Linked DNA regions of Sus scrofa: region 2 is linked to region 1. The links are chromatin contacts, called in public HiChIP or PLAC-seq maps. All regions are on one chromosome and are shown on one strand. Each heading gives the region's core, a stretch centred on a gene start, on an enhancer-like site or on the middle of the called end of the contact. The rest is flanking DNA. Distances are from core to core; before and after follow the strand shown. Region 1 holds the start of EPB41L5 (band 4.1-like protein 5). Region 2 holds the start of PTPN4 (tyrosine-protein phosphatase non-receptor type 4).

The links. HiChIP or PLAC-seq counts read pairs in DNA pulled down with a chosen protein or histone mark.
Region 2: a contact with region 1 is called in an H3K27ac HiChIP or PLAC-seq map of skeletal muscle. The contact joins the promoter of PTPN4 here to the promoter of EPB41L5 in region 1. A contact is called at or near these places in 2 of 5 promoter capture datasets (fetal liver and liver), 1 of 47 Hi-C or Micro-C datasets (heart right ventricle) and 1 of 2 datasets of contacts at active chromatin or transcription factors (skeletal muscle).

What each region holds. Positions count from the first base shown.
Region 1 is chr15:31,293,574-31,298,113 of Sscrofa11.1, forward strand. EPB41L5 (band 4.1-like protein 5) reads right to left here and starts at 2,305. Exons shown (of 25, transcript XM_021075141.1): 1 at 2,152-2,305.
Region 2 is chr15:31,500,415-31,504,939 of Sscrofa11.1, forward strand. PTPN4 (tyrosine-protein phosphatase non-receptor type 4) reads right to left here and starts at 2,564. Exons shown (of 27, transcript XM_005654169.3): 1 at 2,115-2,564. LOC102162428 (a long non-coding RNA gene) reads left to right here and starts at 2,576. Exons shown (of 2, transcript XR_002339085.1): 1 at 2,576-2,776.

The DNA.
Region 1 (4,540 bases), core at 1,055-3,554:
AGAAACAACTTTAAGCACATAATTAAGAAAAATTTAAGTATGTCCACCAACATGCAAGTAATTAAATAATGGTTCATACAATGGCGCACAAGAGAGTTGTTTTTCAACTACAGTTGACATAGATACTGATAAAATTTACAAGTGAAAAATGAAATCAGAAAAACAAATACAGTTTTATTCCACACTAGGGTGGGATACCTACATACACATATTTATTATACCTTACACACACACACACACACACACACACACCCCCAAACTTAAATGAGGTTATCTCTGGAGAGGGTCATGTGGAGGTGCTTAATTTTTCTATAAGAATATATAAACATAAGTTTTAAAAAATTTGTTAAAAAGTTTTCCCATATTCACTCTTTTCCCACCCCCACCCCCTATTCCCACTTTCATTCTTCAGGCTGCAGCACTGGATTTTTAGCAACGCCAATCAGACCCCTGTTTAAAAAATCTTCAATGGCCTTGCTCCCTGATCCAGCTCCTCCTACATCTGACCCTACTGGCCACCCACTCCCATGTGCTCACTGGAGTAACTCTTCCACTCAGCCCAAGAGTCTTTAACTCTTGGCCTTTTTTTGCTTTCGCTGTTCCATCTTTTTGGGATGTCCCTTTCCCACTCCACCTCTTTCCCACCCTCTCCCACCCACACACAGGGCTACCTTCAGATTTCTGGCTGAAAGGTCTTTTACACAGAAAAATATTCCCTGCCTTCTAAGTCAGGTTCCCGTGTTAGTACCCTTAGTCTTTTCTTTATGACACCGCAGGAAACTGTAATTAAATACCGAATTGTTTGTTTATTTTACCAGGCATTTCCCAGACTAACACACAAGCACAGGGACCTAGTCTGACTTGTTTTGTGACCTGCGAGCACAACACTATGCATATTAGGAGCTCAGTAAGAAACTTGCCTAAAACAATACAATGATATTTTTGGATAGTACGTTTATTTTTTTAATTTACTTTGTTTGAAGTAGAGCTGATTTACAAGGTTGTGTTAATTTCTGCAGTACAGCAAAGTGGCTCAGTTATGCATATATATAAATATTCTTTTTCATTTTCTTTTCCATTATGGTTTATCACAGGATATTGATACAGTTCTTTGAGCTCTACAGCTATCCTGTTGTTTATCCATTCATGTATACTAGTTTGCATCTGCTAACCCCAAACTCCAGATCCATCCCTCCCCCATCCTCAAAGGTTTTAAGTACCAGTTTTTAATTTATTATTTCTAATTTTTCAGCTATGAACTAACAAGAAGGGTTTCCTTTACAAGCAAAAAAATGCAAACTAAAGTAATCCATTTACTAACTAAACTAACTTAAGTTTTTCAAAGAAAGATATAAAACTCAAAAAGTTTGTCATACGTGTACACGCTCTTACATGCCTGGTAGACACAATCTTCGTTAAGCAACTGCTTTCTGATAACGCAACAAGCCAATATACAGCAAACACCATTAAGGTAATAAAATCCCAATATAGGAATAATTCAACAGTTAAACATATCGTTTCCTAATGAATTTTATCTAAAAAAAAAGAAAACCCCGCAAACTCATTTCTGTACAAGTAACCTATTATGGTGGGGGGGGTAGCAACTTGTTAATTATCTCAGAAATGGAGCTATGGGAAACTTTTTCTCTAATTCTTAAAAAAAACTTTTGATGTTAATTTAAAATGTTGCAGGCACAATATCGTAAATCAATCATAATTAAAAAGAAAACTGTTGAAAATACTTGGTATTCTAACAAGAGCAGGACCATGACGACAGCAACAGGTAGCATCAAAGTTCACCCCCCAAAGTCCCCGGACCCAGCTCTCCGCGGGCCACGGTGGGGGCGGGGAGGGCCCCGGAGGCCTCGCCCTTGCTAGGACACACCTGCCTCTCAGCTTCCAAACGCAAGGCAGCCCCAAGCGCATTCGCGACACCAAGCCAAGGTGTGTTTCCCTGACCCGCCACGTCCACGTCGCCAGTGGGCGCCCCTGGCCCGTCCCCCAGTCCCCCGACGCCGGACGCCGCCCCTCCCCTCGCGGGTTCAATATTCCGCCGGCCGACGGGCAAGCGCCCGGTGGCCCGAGGGTCACGGGCGAGGCCGCAGCCCCGGCGCGGGCGACCGAGAACCCAAGCGCGGGCCGCGCGCTTACCTGGGCTGCGACCGCGGCGCGGCCACGAGGGGAGCTGACCGCGCGAGGCTGCGAGGGGCGGCTCCTCCGGAGACGCCAAGAAATGGCGACCTGAGGCGCGCCCACCGCGGGCTAATCCCCTGCGGACCCCGACGCCCGCCGGCCCGCCCCTTAAAGCCCCTAAGCTCCGCCCTGGGGGCGGGTCAATCTGCTCTTAAATGGGCAACGCCGCCGCCCCGGAAACGGCCCGGCTCGGCGATGCTCCGTTTAAAGCGGCGCTGCTAGTCCCGCCGACCCCGCCCGGCGCCCGCGGCTGTGAAAACGGCCCTTAGGAAGGAGGGTTGCGCACCTGCGGCGCCCCTCATTAGCCCCCTCCCAGCCCGCGGACAGAGCCTGGCGTCAGGTGCCGCTGGAGCGTCCACTCCGTCGCTCAAAAAATTCATTCATTCAGCAATTATTTACTACTCTGCTGATAAAAGAACCCTCATTCTACTGGGACAGAGACGGTAACACACACACACACACACACACACACACACACACACACACACACGTCAAAGGTGCAGAGCATCATGAAGAACAACAAAGCAGGGAATAGTAATAGATTTGTAGTGAACGTTTCATCTGTTCTTCCTACGGATAATTCATGGAAGTGCCTGCGAGGGGCCAGAGTGAGTCTGGACACGAGATACAACGGATAAACCAGGCAGACAGGAGAAATAGAAAATAAGTGACAAAGGGAGTTCCCGTCGTGGCTCAGTGGCTAACGTAATCCGACTAGGAACCATGAGGTTGCCGGTTCGATCCCTGGCCTCTCTCAGTGGGTTAAGGATCCGGCGTTGCCGTGAGCTGTGGTGTAGGTTGCAGACGCGGCTCGGATCCCGCGTTGCTGTGGCGGTGGTGTAGGCTGGTGGCTACAGCTCTGATTCGACGCCTAGCCTGGGAACCTCTATATGCCACGGGAGTGGCCCAAGAAAATGGCAAAAAGACAAAAATAAGTGACAAAGTAGTAAAATTCAGTACTCTTATATTGGTAGTGTTACACATTGCCAAATGATAAAGAAAAATAGAAGCGGGATGAGAGACTAAGAATGAGATCTGGTGACTTTAGGTAGCTAGGTAGGTCAGGAGAAAGGCCCCATAAGAAGGAGCATTTTCGCCCCGTGGACACCGTGGGGGCAAAAGCAGAGGGAGAGTGAAGGCTACCGTGTGTTTGGCCAGCTCAGGAACCAGTGTGGCTAGAGGGACAGAGAGGACAGAGTGTGAGCTGAAGGGGTCCTGGCCCTGGTCAGAACCCTGAGGGCTGCGGGCGTCCACTGCGTAGTTGAATGGAGGACTTGCTGGCTGAAAGGAAGAGAGACCCTTCCTAGGATTTGGCACTGCTTTTCTGAACCTTCACTACCCCAAGACTTGGCTTGGCGGGGGGAAAGCGGGTCCCTGCCCAGTGCAGTGTTGGCTGGAGCACCTCAACAGGAGCTGAAGTTGCCAAAATGGCTCCACTTGTGTGTGTGGCATCTCAGCTGGGGTGGCTCAGAACCTGAGTTCTGCTTGCTTGGACCTGTCTAAGCAGCACAGTGAAAACTGATGTTCCAAGACTCATTAAGGGCAATGCCCAGAAGTCACACAGGGTCAATTCTGCTGCCTATTGTCAGTCAAAGCACATCAGGAGGCCAGGCCAGTTTTAGAAGAGATGGGACCAAGATCCCACCTTTTTTTTTTTTTTTTTTTTTTTTTTTTTAGTATTTTCTTTCTCTACCTTTTAAAAAATAGCTTTATTGAGATGTAATTCATACATGATACAATTCTCCCACTTAAAGAGTATACTTTAGTGGCTTTATGTATATTCACAAAACTGTGCAACCATCACTAATCTAATTATAGAACATTTTCATAGTGTCTTCATGGGAGACTAGACTTACAGGGGTGGGAGGAATTGTGGTGGTCATCTTTGAACCTTAGTTCAGTAAATAAAAGTAGTGATGGGAGTTCCCACTGTAGCTCAGTGGGTTAAGAACACAACACAGTATTCACGAGGATGCAGGTTCGATCCCTGGCCTCCTTCAGTGGGTTAAGGATCCAGCGTTGCTGCAAGCTGCAATGTAGATCGCAGACAGGGCTCGGATCTGGCATTGCTGTGACTGTGGTGCAGGCCAGCAGCTGCAGCTCCAATTCCACCCCTAGCCTGGGAACTTACATATGCCCATATGCCTTAAGTGCAGCCCTAAAAAGAAAAACAAAACAAAAACAAACAGAAGCAGTGACAATGGGTAGGAGGGAAGTAGTGGACCTATAGATGAAACAAGGGACAAGGGTTGAAACTGAGTAACAGATATATTAAACTATTCTGTCCAGTATAGGTACAAGATTCAAATTTTTTCAATAGTAAAAAGTAAAAAAAAAAAAAAAAAAC
Region 2 (4,525 bases), core at 1,314-3,813, 210 kb after region 1:
CTGACACCTCCTCAAAAAGTTCAGAATAAGTCATAAATGAATACTAAACAGGTAACACTGCACATTGTACTGTCACACCACAGTTTAAATTAATTACGATTAATAGACAAAACTAAAATATTTCAAATATACACATCAGAGTTTAGTATATCTATGGGGAGGGAAGTCACATAAGTTAAAAAAAAATTAAAAAAGCATTGCAGTAAGTTTTTACTATCCCACATGAAGTACTTTATACATTAAAGTTAGGATTCTATGGCCTGTAACTGATGAAATCTAATTGTGAAAGCATATAATTTTTTTAAAGTCCTTCAATACATTGTACATTGGTCACAGTAGAACAGTTCAAATGAATTTTCCTGAGGCTGCATTCTAAGTACATCTGACCCAGAAAGTATTTTTAGCAGGTGTGTTCAATCAATGCTGGTTTTATGCCTAGCCTAAATTAGAAATTGGGTGTCACAAATTTAAAGTAACAAAGTTACAAAGGCCATTTTAAAAGATATTCAATTAGAAAATAAGGGGAAACCACAAGTTTTAAATAACTTAGTGCCCACAGCCCAGAATCTAAGCAGGTAAGAAAACAGGCAATAAGAAAGTCACATCCTCATCCATGACTACTTTTGAGGAAACTGTGATTTTTAAACTTAAACTTTAACCTAGTCAATTAATATTAATGAAACTACAAAATGGTCACCGCTGCTTGTGTTTTCAAAACCTCGTGCCAAATGTTTAAAACTGATTAGCTGAATCACAAATATTCCCATAGACAAAAAAAAGACCATGATTCTCTTCTTATAAACCATTCAAGATCATGATATTGTCATACACATGTTTTGACAAAAAACTGTTAACAGATCATGTGTGCCATTAAAAAAAAAAAAGAAAGATCCAGAGAGAGACATAAAAATAGCATTGGTGGTAACTGGAGCATAAATTTTGTCTGACAAAATCAGTGGATCCCACAGTATTTTGTCAGACTAAATTTACTCTCTTATTATGAGTTAGTAAAGAAGTTCTGTCTGATAAACTTTTGCTTTCAAAAAAGTCTTTTAAAAAAATCTGTATGTTGAATATGCCAAATTTAACTGATATAATATCTAGCTCTATCCCCTTAAGCACACTTAGAGCTCTGAATAATCATTTATTTTAAGGTCATCTCCTCCCCACCCCCTTAAAAAAATGAAAAATAATTTTTTTCTCTGGCAGGTTAAGATTCAAAAATCAGGATTAAAAAATGCCCTGGTTTTACTGTTCCACGGTCGTCTTCTTACTCAAATCATCTTTTACAAATCGGATACTTTGGCTTTAGGGGTTTTTTCCCTCCATCAACATGGTTTAAACTGGACTGTTTCAACTGTCAGCTCTGGTCACAAAAAACCTAATACTACCCCAATCTCGGATTCTAAAAGCAGTTGGTATACTGCAGACGTCCAGGTTCTCCGAGAAAAAGCGCTTGAAAATTCTACAAATCGGAGTGCCCATTGTGGTCACTATATAATACCTCCCAGGCATTAAGTCTCCCTTCTAAGTTTCGCAGAACCCATCTATACATATATCTATGCAATTGTAAACTGCTTCATTTTAAGGAAACCCTGGGGAACGCACTCGTACCTCTATTCTGCTAAACTCAACTTTTTTTTTCTGGGCCAACTACAGATTTCCTTAATACAAGTAGGCATCAGTAGATCTATAAAAGGCTTAAAACTTCAATGGTAGGGACTGTAAGCCCATACAGCACGCAGGAAGCGCTCATAGGACCCAATTTATTAAAATAAGAAAAAAAAATCTTACCAGCAATGGAAAACTCGGAAGATTCCAAAACCTCACCTAGAGTTTAGATGCCGTGGAACATTCCATCTCCGCACCTATTCCATCCCTTCTCCCTTGGCTCAACCACAACAGACATTCCAACTAAACCCCCCAGGAGCTCGGAAAGCAGGAGTCCCGCGAAGAAAGGGAGGAGGCAGGAAGCATCCTTTTCCCTTACTTTGGCATCAACCTCGCATCTCCAGCTGGCCCTGACTTGCCCCTACGAGCCCCAAGAGCCGCAGGTGACAGCCTCGCGTACCGCGCAGGGCCGAACGGCCGGCAGGGCTACGGGAGCCTCTTACCTTCGTATCCCAGCCGCGTCCTCCCGGCTGGAGAAGAAAAGCCCGGAGGCCCGGCTGCGCCGCCCCCAGGGCTCCCTCAGCGCCCCCCCAGCAGCCGGCGCCGCAGCGGCCGCGCCACGGCCCCGAGCCGCCGGCACCACCTCATACTGCGGGGCGGCCGCGCGCTCTCCCACCTCCCTGCGGGGATGAGCTAATCCGACCCCGCCACACTGCCGTGGGGGAGGGGAGCCCCGGAGCGGGGCCCGGAATCCGGCCCCTGGGGACCCTGGAGTCCTGAGCGAACAATGTGGGGGCCGAGAGGAGCGGAACTGCGTGCGGCGCTGCGCGAGCGGGCAGGCAATCCCGGGCAGCGTTTGTGTGTGAGAGTGCAATGGGAGCTCAGTCCCTCCCGCCTCCTCCGCCTCCTCCTCCTCTTCCTCCTCCTCCTCCTCCGTCTCCTCCTCCTCCCTCAAGCACACCCCGTCTCCCAGGCCACAGCATAGCAACCGAACATGGCGGCTGCGCAGACGCCGCCAGTCAGCAGCCAGGAACGGCGGTGGCGGCCACTGGAGGCGATCTCGCGAGAGACGAGGCCAAGCCCCTTCCCCGCCAGCACCGGCTGGAAGATGTTACACCAGCCCGAGAGCCGGGGGACGCGCAGGTGCGAGGGAGGCCGGACCTGGGTAGGTGGGGAGGAGGGGCGGGGCTCTGAGGCTCCACCCCGCGGCCCCGCGGCCCCTTGGCCCCGCGGCCGCGCGGCGATTGGTTACTGGAACTGCGACCCCCGCTGGACCTACTGACCTAAGGGATCGCCCGAAGGGGCAAAAAGAGAAAAACCGGACCTCTCGGCCCCAGGTTGTACTAACTTAAGTGTTAAAAGAGAATATAGGTTTTAGGATGCAGTTTTGAATCATTTCCTCTCCTAAATACCGACCCTGAAACAAAGAACAAACAACGTTCACTTATAAAACAGACGTTTGGGTGTCTCTGTGTGCCAGGAACGATGTACTTTTAAAAACTGAATTAATTCGTTCTAACCAAACGTATGAAGTGAGTGTTACCACGCCAGGGTTTGTAGCCTGGTGCATTCTAACATCCTATTGATGGCACAAACTTATTGGCGATGAGACATGACTAGGGGCGGCCGCGTGGAGGGGGAGGGGTTGTTAGCCAAATGATGGGAGGAAGAATTTGGAAACTGCTACATTTCCTTTTTGCATTCATTTTTGTCAGAGTTCTTTCCTGTCGTCTGGCACCTTCTTGCTCTTCCTTGCTCTTAGCCGCAGCGCCCCCACCAGAACCGGCCTGCCTAAAACCTTTCAAAAATCACTTTCTCTCCAAGCCGACAAAGTGCTCATTTACTGATGAGGGGTGGTTTTTGCAAGGTGAAATCTGGCACATTTCTACAAATCCGTGAAAGACAGCAATTTCTAATGACCATCTTCTCCTTTGCACCCCAGTTCAGTTTTTCCATTTTATTTTTTCTTTTTAGGGCCACACCCGCAGCATTTGGAAATTCCCAGGCTAGGTGTGGAATCAGAGTTACAGCTGCCGGCCTACACCACAGCCACGCCAGATCTGAGCCATGTCTGCGACCTACACCACAGCTCACAGCAACACAGGACCCCTAACCCGTTGAGTGAGGCCAGGGATTGAACCCAAATCCTCATGGATCCTAGTCGGGTTTGTTAACCGCTGAGCCACAAAGGGAACTCTGAGTTTTTCCATTTTTAAAAAGACAACTTGCCAGTCCCTGTTTTTCTGCGCTACCTCTTCCACTTAGTTTCCTTCTGAGAGCTTAGTTCCAGCCAGTGCTCATTCATCCTTCCCTGACAGGCTTTCCTGCCTGTTTCTCCATTTTCTGTGCCTAAGATCCTGTCCTCCCTCTATTGAAATGCTCTTCACTTCATCTCCGCCTAGCAACACTCAGTCATCCTGCAGCCACAGATCACAGAGGACTTACACCTGAAGAATTTCTTCCTCCTTTGACATTGATACTTCTAGATCATACACCTCCCTTTCTCTTATCACAGTGGACATTTGATTATGGGATACCTGTCCCTGCGTGGGCCACTTCTCCATTGTAAGTTACTGGAGGGCAGGGACCTTGACTGAGTCATCTTTGTGTCCCCTCTAATGCCTGATGACAGTGACATTGCCTGGTGTCAGAAAAATCTGTTGAAAGAATGAAGGGCTTAAATATTATATTGGGGGGAGTTCAAAAAGTTACTTGATGCAGAGCTGGCTCTTACCCAGCTTCACATCTGGTAAATTGCTGTGTCTCTGAGTGAGACTAGTCGGGTCCAAATGTGTCCTTATTGATTCCCTGTAGAGCCTTGCAACTAGTCCTCCAACTAATTTTCCTATTTCCAGACCTTCTCCCTCAGCCCATTCTTCCTACCCTCAACCATAAACTCTAGTGACCTTTTATG